Regions from separate parts of the Mus musculus genome. Here region 1 is linked to region 2. A link is a contact called in public Hi-C data. All regions are on one chromosome and are shown on one strand. The core of a region is the stretch at or near the end of the contact, and the rest is flanking DNA. Distances in the headings are between cores, read along the strand shown. Region 1 has its middle 21 kb from the start of Pnma2. Region 2 has its middle 34 kb from the start of Stmn4.

Evidence for each region. Hi-C and Micro-C count contacts between places; a contact is called where the count stands out from the background.
Region 1: a Hi-C map of cortical neurons shows a contact between it and region 2, with 4 times the contacts expected there. The contact joins two enhancer-like sites. A contact is called at or near these places in 2 of 484 Hi-C or Micro-C datasets (bone marrow-derived macrophages and cortical neurons) and 1 of 9 other capture datasets (embryonic stem cells).

What each region holds. Positions count from the first base shown.
Region 1 is chr14:66,930,666-66,934,249 of GRCm38.p6, forward strand. No RefSeq gene overlaps it. Among named protein-coding and RNA genes, the nearest start is that of Pnma2, 21 kb to the left of the region's middle. Within about 2 kb of position 1,651, at least 39 of the 459 cell types and tissues checked have an H3K27ac peak or open chromatin away from gene starts, as enhancers often do. A contact at or near this core is called in cortical neurons, where this site is marked.
Region 2 is chr14:66,376,389-66,380,164 of GRCm38.p6, forward strand. No RefSeq gene overlaps it. Among named protein-coding and RNA genes, the nearest start is that of Stmn4, 34 kb to the left of the region's middle. Within about 2 kb of position 2,178, at least 47 of the 459 cell types and tissues checked have an H3K27ac peak or open chromatin away from gene starts, as enhancers often do. A contact at or near this core is called in cortical neurons, where this site is marked.

The DNA.
Region 1 (3,584 bases), core at 401-2,900, 550 kb after region 2:
CAGGAAGAAGGATGAGGAATTCAAGGGCCTAGAGTATGTAGCAAGTTAAAGGTCAGCCCAGGCTACTTAAGACCATATCCCAAAAGAAAAGGAGGAAGAGGGAGAGGAGGAGAAAGGAAGGAAAATCCATTCACTCATTCTTCTATTCAAACATGCAGCATGATGGCATTAATTTGAATGTGGGGCCCTTGGGAGGTGACAAAGTCATGAAGATAGAGCAGTCATAGATTTGATTAGTGTCCTTTATTAAAAAAGCCCAAGAGAGCACCATTGGCCCTTCTGTCATCTGGGGGACACCATGGGAAGATGCCATCTATGTACCAAAAAGAGCATCTTCACTGATCACTCAATCAGCCAGCACCTTGATCTTGGACTTTGCAGCCTATGAAAGCTTAAGAATACATAAATGTTTGTGGTTTTTTTTTACAGTCTAGCTTGAAAAAAAGAAAAAGAAAAACCTAGATAGCATTCAGGCAGCCCATGCTGGCCTCGAACTTGCTATATAGCCGAGGAATAACCTTGAACTTCTGATCCTCCTGCCTCCAGCTTCCAAGTGTTGGGATTACTGGTGTGCATCCCACGCCTGCTTTTGTGTAGTGCTGGAGGGCTTGGAGCATGCCAGGTGAGCACTCTACCAACTGGGCTGCAGCCTCTGCCTGACCTGAAACACGACGTTACAGGATCTCTCTCAAGGCAGCTGTCCTCTCCTCTGTGCTCCCATGTCCCCAGTGCCTCTGTGTGTTCTGATCTTCTCTTCTGAGGTCCCTCGTCATACTGGATTAGGGCTCACCCTATCAGTCTCAGCGTATCTTAATCACCTCTTCAAACCCCTGATCGCCACACAGTCATATGCAGTTGCACTAGGTGACACAGGAATTTGGGGTTAACGCAATTCAGTCCATAGCAGAATTTAAGTTTGGTCTTCTGCTGCTTGGCACCATGGAAACAAAGATGAGGGGCAAGGTCAACTCCCGTATGAAGAAAAGAACCTTGCCTGTGCGCTGAGGCTGACAAGCAACAGGAAGAGGGAGCCATCAGCTTCCAGGACAGGCACTGTTGCTCAGAACGTGCGAAAATGGCTCTTCTCCAAAATTAGAGTGCACCACACTTCCGTGTTGCTCTAAATAGTGCGTGTTAATGCTGCTGTCAGCTTTCTGGAGACTTCACTTTTGGTAGACTTTAACCCATTGCTGAGCAATCACCAGCTTAGCTCTGAGGACAGTAACCTGCGTGAGCTAGAGAAAGGGCCAGTCAGAGTCCCCATGCCTGCCCCCACCACTGGCTTTGCTGGCGGAATATTCTCTCCTTGCCACATTTTCAACGATGGCCATTTACTCTCAAGAAGAGCAAGGTGGGGGGCTGGCACAGCGAACAAGAAATTATTTCAAAGAAAGCCCGTTACCATAGGAACCAGTTGTCAAATGCTTTTCTGTGCGGGAGGTGTCAAGAGTGGGACTGCGGAATTTGCTAAACGTGGCTTTGTCTTCAGTTTGTGACATGAACAGCAATTGGAGATGGGGGAGGGGAGGAAATCTCTCATCTGCTAGAAGTTCACCCCGAGGGTGAGCTGGCCGCTTCCAACTGCAATGCTCAGGGGCTTGTGGGGGTCACATAGCACCCACGATGAAAGGGCTGAGAGAAGCCTCCTCCCTAACCCAGAAAGCGTTCCCAAGGCCTGCCTCCGTTCTCAGCCCTGTGCTAGGCTCTGTTGCTATGCTAAAGCCAGGCAAGGTCTGTACATTTGGAGGGCCAGCAAGCTGACTGGGGAAGCAAGACAAACAGGAAATGAAGCCAGCAGGCAGTGTCGACTGAGCCCCGTGCAGAGGCTAACTAGACCCCAGACATTCATCGCTGAGGGCCTAGGACTTTACCTGGGACCAGATCAGGATGGCAGACGTGTATGCCCATTCATTGTTCACATATCCCTTTGAGGAAAGGATTGGTCCAGGGTTGATAATAAAAATATATAAGGGGGTGGGGTAAAAATAGAAAAAAATATATATATGACTCAGAAAATGAAATTTTAAAAAAAGGAAAATTTTACCTGATTTTAAATTGGGAACAGGGGCTGGAGAGATGGCTCAGCGGTTAAGAGCACTGACTGCTCTTCCAGAGGTCCTGAGTTCAATTCCCAGCAGCCACATGATGGCTCACAACCATCTGTAATGGGATCTGATGCCCTCTTCTGGGGTATCTGAAGACAGCTACAGTGTACTCATATACATATAATAAATAAATCTTTAAAAAAAATAAAAATAAAAATAAAATGGTAACAGACATTATTTAAAAGACAGACAAATGGTGAACCAACAGATGAAGGGTGTTCTATGTCATTCATCCTCAGGAAAATGAAGGGGTTGGCAAGATGGCTCAACAGTAAAGAAGTTGCTCTTCCAGAAAACCCTTGTTTACTTTCCAGCACCCATGTTAGGCAGCTCACAACCACCTGTAACTCCAGCTCCAAGGATCTGATGTTCTCGGCAGACTCTGAAAGCACCTGTGCTCACATGTGCACATAATTAAAAAGTAAAGAACGTCTAAAAGAAGCCACAATGAAATACCGGCCTATAACTGTAAGGACAGCCTACTATTCAAAAAATAATTCTGGGTAAGAATGTGGAGAAAGTACATGACCTGTTGTACCAGTCTATTCTGGGTGGGTTTGTAAACCTCTATAGCCATCCTTGGCTAACAGACTGGAGGGTCCCCCAGGCTGGGGGCATGGTTCACTGGTTGAATTCTTGCCTAGCACGCACAAGGCCTGGGTTCTACCCCTAATACCCAAATAAATATGCACCCGATCCACCTACCCATCAGCCCTACTACTGAGTGATGCCCCAAGGAAATTAAGGTGGTGCCAGAGAGGAAACCGCACTCCCTCTCACTGCACTGTGAGCCACAACACTCATGTTGTGGAAATTATCTGAATCCAGTTGAATGGGGTTGGGAGATCCACTCTAAGTACAGGCTACACCATTGCATGCACTATGCTCCCTAATCAATAGAGGAGATAGCAAGCTGAGCAGTCATCTCTGTTTGCTTCCTCTACAGACACAATGACACCAGCTACCTCAAGCCCCACTGACATGATGTCCCCTCCATGATTGACTATTGTCCCCTCAAAGCATGATCCAAAATAGACTCTTTTGTCAGATACTTTGTCCCAGTAGGAAACGTAAGTAATGCCCTGGTCTCATGTCCTTTGTGGACTGCTTCCATTGGAGCACAGGCTACCATCCCTAGCCTTAGTCCCCTAAGGTTCAAACATCGCCATGGTCTCTAACTAGTTTCCTTGCATTAGAAACTATCCATGCTGTACCCACAGCCTTCCCCTCTCCCGCCTCCCCCTCTAAGTCCTTACACCCATGCTTTCGGCTGGCTTTCCTGGGCTGACTGCTTAAGACAACAAAGGCAGCTATAACTTGTCCATGTGCGTCCTCTGCGGTCTCAGGGGGGTGTGGCACAGCACCAGGCATGGAATGGGTGTGTCTCAAGAATAGAGGACTGTGTAAGGGAGAGCCAGTGAGCTAGCTGGAGAGCTGAGGGGTAAACTGTTCAAGCTCTGGCATTAACAGCACCTGCAG
Region 2 (3,776 bases), core at 928-3,427:
CCAACCTTTAAAACCAGCACAGGATCTGTGGGAGGAAATGTTGCTGAGGCACACAGTGGATGGATCAGGAGGATTTGCCTCTGGGGTTACTCTAGGGTTCTTTTTTCCTTGTGGGTGTTCCCCTTGCACTTTCTGTCACCTAGGCTGTGTGCATCACTGGGTGGCGGAGCGCATCGCTGTTGTATGTCTTGGAGCCGATGGTTCTTCAGACATTCTAGGGCACTGAAAGGGTTAAAGGAGAATTTTCCACCTCGGGGCACAGAAACTATTTGTGTTCAAAGATGTGTAAACACACGGGAAAAACCTGCACAGAGGCCTGCTAACTCCCCACTCCCCCCCCCCCCCGTGTGTGTGTGTGTGTGTGTGTGTGTGTGTGTATGTGATCTCAGAAGCCTAAGGCAGCCATGTGCCTTTGTGATCTCAGCATCCAGAAGACTGGGGCAGAGGTTCACAAGTTCTAGGTCAGCCACGGGGACAGACTGAGACCTTGTCCCTCTAAACCCCAACCCCCCCCCCCCCCGCCCAAACCAATAAGAATCGTGAAAAAAGATCAAAGCACCAAATAATGGCTCTCATTACACTTAGTTGCACAGGCAGGTGGGCTACTCTGAGAGAAATGGTAATTTTCATATAAAAGGAAAAGAAAACCAATGTCAATAGATTCTGCGGTGGAAATTCAAGAAGCCATGAAGCAAATCAAAGACAAGGGTAACAAGAACTAAGACACAATGTGGGCTGAGAGGAGGAAGAAAGAAACACAGAAATACTGACATTAGAGAATGCTGCACATCAGAATTCTGACATGCATAGGAATCAACATAGAAAAAACCAATTTTAACCATTGTGTAATACAAATTCAGAAATGTTTTTACTACAGAGGAAACAGGAGAAAGAATAATAACAAAATAAAGAGAACATATGTTAATAGTATCATTTTTCGATAGATGATAGGACTTTATCCTAAGCGAATAAGCATCCAGGGGAATTTATGGGCATTCCTCCCCACCACCCCAGGGCTCCGATTTTTAATTTCCCTAAGCTGGTCTGTGACAGTCTGGTGTATCTTCATATCTGATAATCACACTTAGCAGTTTTCTAGACACATTTTGCCATTTAAGTTTATGCAGTAGGGTCTTGCTACATCTCACAGGCTTATCTGCATCTCACTCATCAGGTGGCTTTCAATGCCAGTTCCTCCCTGTCTCAGCCTCTCAAGTGCAGGGGTTGCAGGTGAGGGTCTCCCCAGCTTCTACACTGCCATCTTAAAGCAAGTTGACAGTATTTAATGCACTTAAAGCAGGTCTCTGCTAGGAGTTCACACGGACTCCAATACATTTCTTAATATCAAACACATGTGTTTTCACATTCAAATTTTTATGTTCCCATCTCAGCTTTCTATCATGCTTTGAAGATTTGTCACTGTTTCCAGGACCCTTACTTTTATTAAGATAAGAACGGAAGTTTATTTTTGTAAAAATTACACACAGTCACTTTCCCTCGTGACCCCTCGTTCCCCCAAACCTCCCCCACTCCCTGAACCCCTTTTCTGGAGTTGATGATTGTTCATCTTGCTTTATTTTCTTGGCTTTGACTTTGGACCCCAGAGATCACAGGGAGCTAGCGCAGTACAGGAATATGACCAGCAGGTGGCGTTCGTACTGTTTCTACTACGGGAACCGCCCAGAATTCTCCAGGACAAATTTGCACAAAAGAGGCGACTGCAACCATAGCTGTTACAGTTGGTAATTAGGGATAAGGTTGCCATGGTGACGAGGGGTCTTGGGATGTTTATAGCTTTGCAAGAGCTGATGCCAATGAGCTATCGGATTGCTTCTTCCTTTGATGGTAATGGCAGGCAAACTGAGGTCATGCAAATGCTGTATGGTGCAGCCTGCTTAGGAAGCTATTCTGCTGCTGTTGTTATTTATGGGATAAAAGTATCCTGTTGAGAGAAACACACACACACACACACACACACACACACACAATTTGTATGCATGCACACAAGTGCACCATATTTATCTGACTTGTTTACATTTTCTGTATGTTTTATCTCCATTCCCCACATTTCTCAATGTGGTTTTCATTAAAATTCTCTGAGAAGAAAGGCTCCATTCATCTGACAAGCTCGGGAAATATTGCATGCTCATGCTTTAGAGGTTCACAGTGTACTTGAGCCAGAACGTCTTTGGATGTCCTATTTCACCTCCACACGCTCATTTGCCTCGTAAACCCACTTAAACAGACAATTCATTAACTCTCTCAGCTAATCACTCCTCATCTTCTCCTCAAGACGTTAATAGACATTCATTAAGTGTAGGTTTCCTTGTAGCCTTGCGCTCACATAAGTCTCTCCAGCAAGGCGTGGAGCTCTGATAAGCTAGCCTGTCAAAGGCTGTGTGGCCAAGACTCAATGGTTATTAATGGCTGCCTATGAACTCCTAAGAAATGGTTTCCAATTGAGCTATGTATCCATGGATACCACAGACTGAAATTATTCATTGTTAATGTCTTTATCCATCCATAAATTTTATTGGGTAAATGAGGCCACGCCCCAGACATGGCCCACAGCATTAATAAGTCATTTGTAGGTTAGCATAGTATTATTTTACATCTTGTCACATCGTTTCTGATGCTTTAAATTCAATCTTCTGCTAGTGTATTTTCCCCAGAGAGGCACCTCCTCTCCCATGAATAACCTACTTGTGATTGATCATAAAACAGAACTTATTAAAAGAGATTTTTAAAAACAACAACAAAAAAAAGGACTGAGAATTTGCTCACACATACTGCCTCTCGGGTGGGGGAGGGGAGTCACCCTCCCTGCACTTCATTGTGAAAAGGGAGGTCTGGTCCTCTCAAACTGTGGAAAGAACAATTGCCCTAGTCCACTAGGGCAGTGGCTGCCAACAGCTTTAGGAATGCACCAGTTGACACTCTTGGCTAGGCTGATAATGTTTTAGACCCACTCCAAATGTTGAAGGCGTTTCCTGTGACTTACCCCTCTTTACACTCCGGAAGGCCACTGGATTTTATTGCTAGGGGACCATGAGAGGAGCAGGAACATTTAAAAGACAGGCAACAGTAACCAAGTGTCCAGCTCCTTGTCAGTCACTTTGCTATTTATTGAATCCTTGATTAAGTTTAAGCCTTAAAGCCCACTAGATGGGTTTTACCAGCCCCATTTTACCAAGAAGAGATGAAGGCTGGAGGTGCCTTGCCTCATATGGGACAACTTGTAAAGTATAAATAAGGGGACATTTTTTGACTCTAGGTTTGTCCAAATCCAAAGTCAAACAAAGGCAGCAATATTTGTACAAGAATCAAATTATCCTCAAAAGAAATAAGGAGGAGGAAGAGGAGGAGGAGGAAGAGGAAGAGGAAGAGGGAAGAGGAGGAGGAGGAAGAGGAAGAGGGAAGAGGAAGAGGAGGAGGAGGGAGAGGAAGAGGAGGAGGAGGAGGAAGAGGAAGAGGAGGAGGAAGAAGAGGAGGAGGAGACCTAGGAGGAGAGGATCAGCTTGTTTCTTCCATGGGAGGTACATAATTAGTCAAAAGGGGAGGGTCCCTGGCTCTGGCCAACCCCTACGGTCTTCCACAACAGCCACTGTTCTATTTACCATTTGTGTTAGTTCCCTTTCCCGTTGCTGTGATAAAATACCCCAGCAAAGCAGTTTAAGGAAGTAGGGTCTGTTTTAGCCCTCACCTCCAGATCGTGGCCTATCACTGCAGGGAAGTCTGGAAGGCCGGAACTTGAGTTTGATAGTCACATTAGTAGT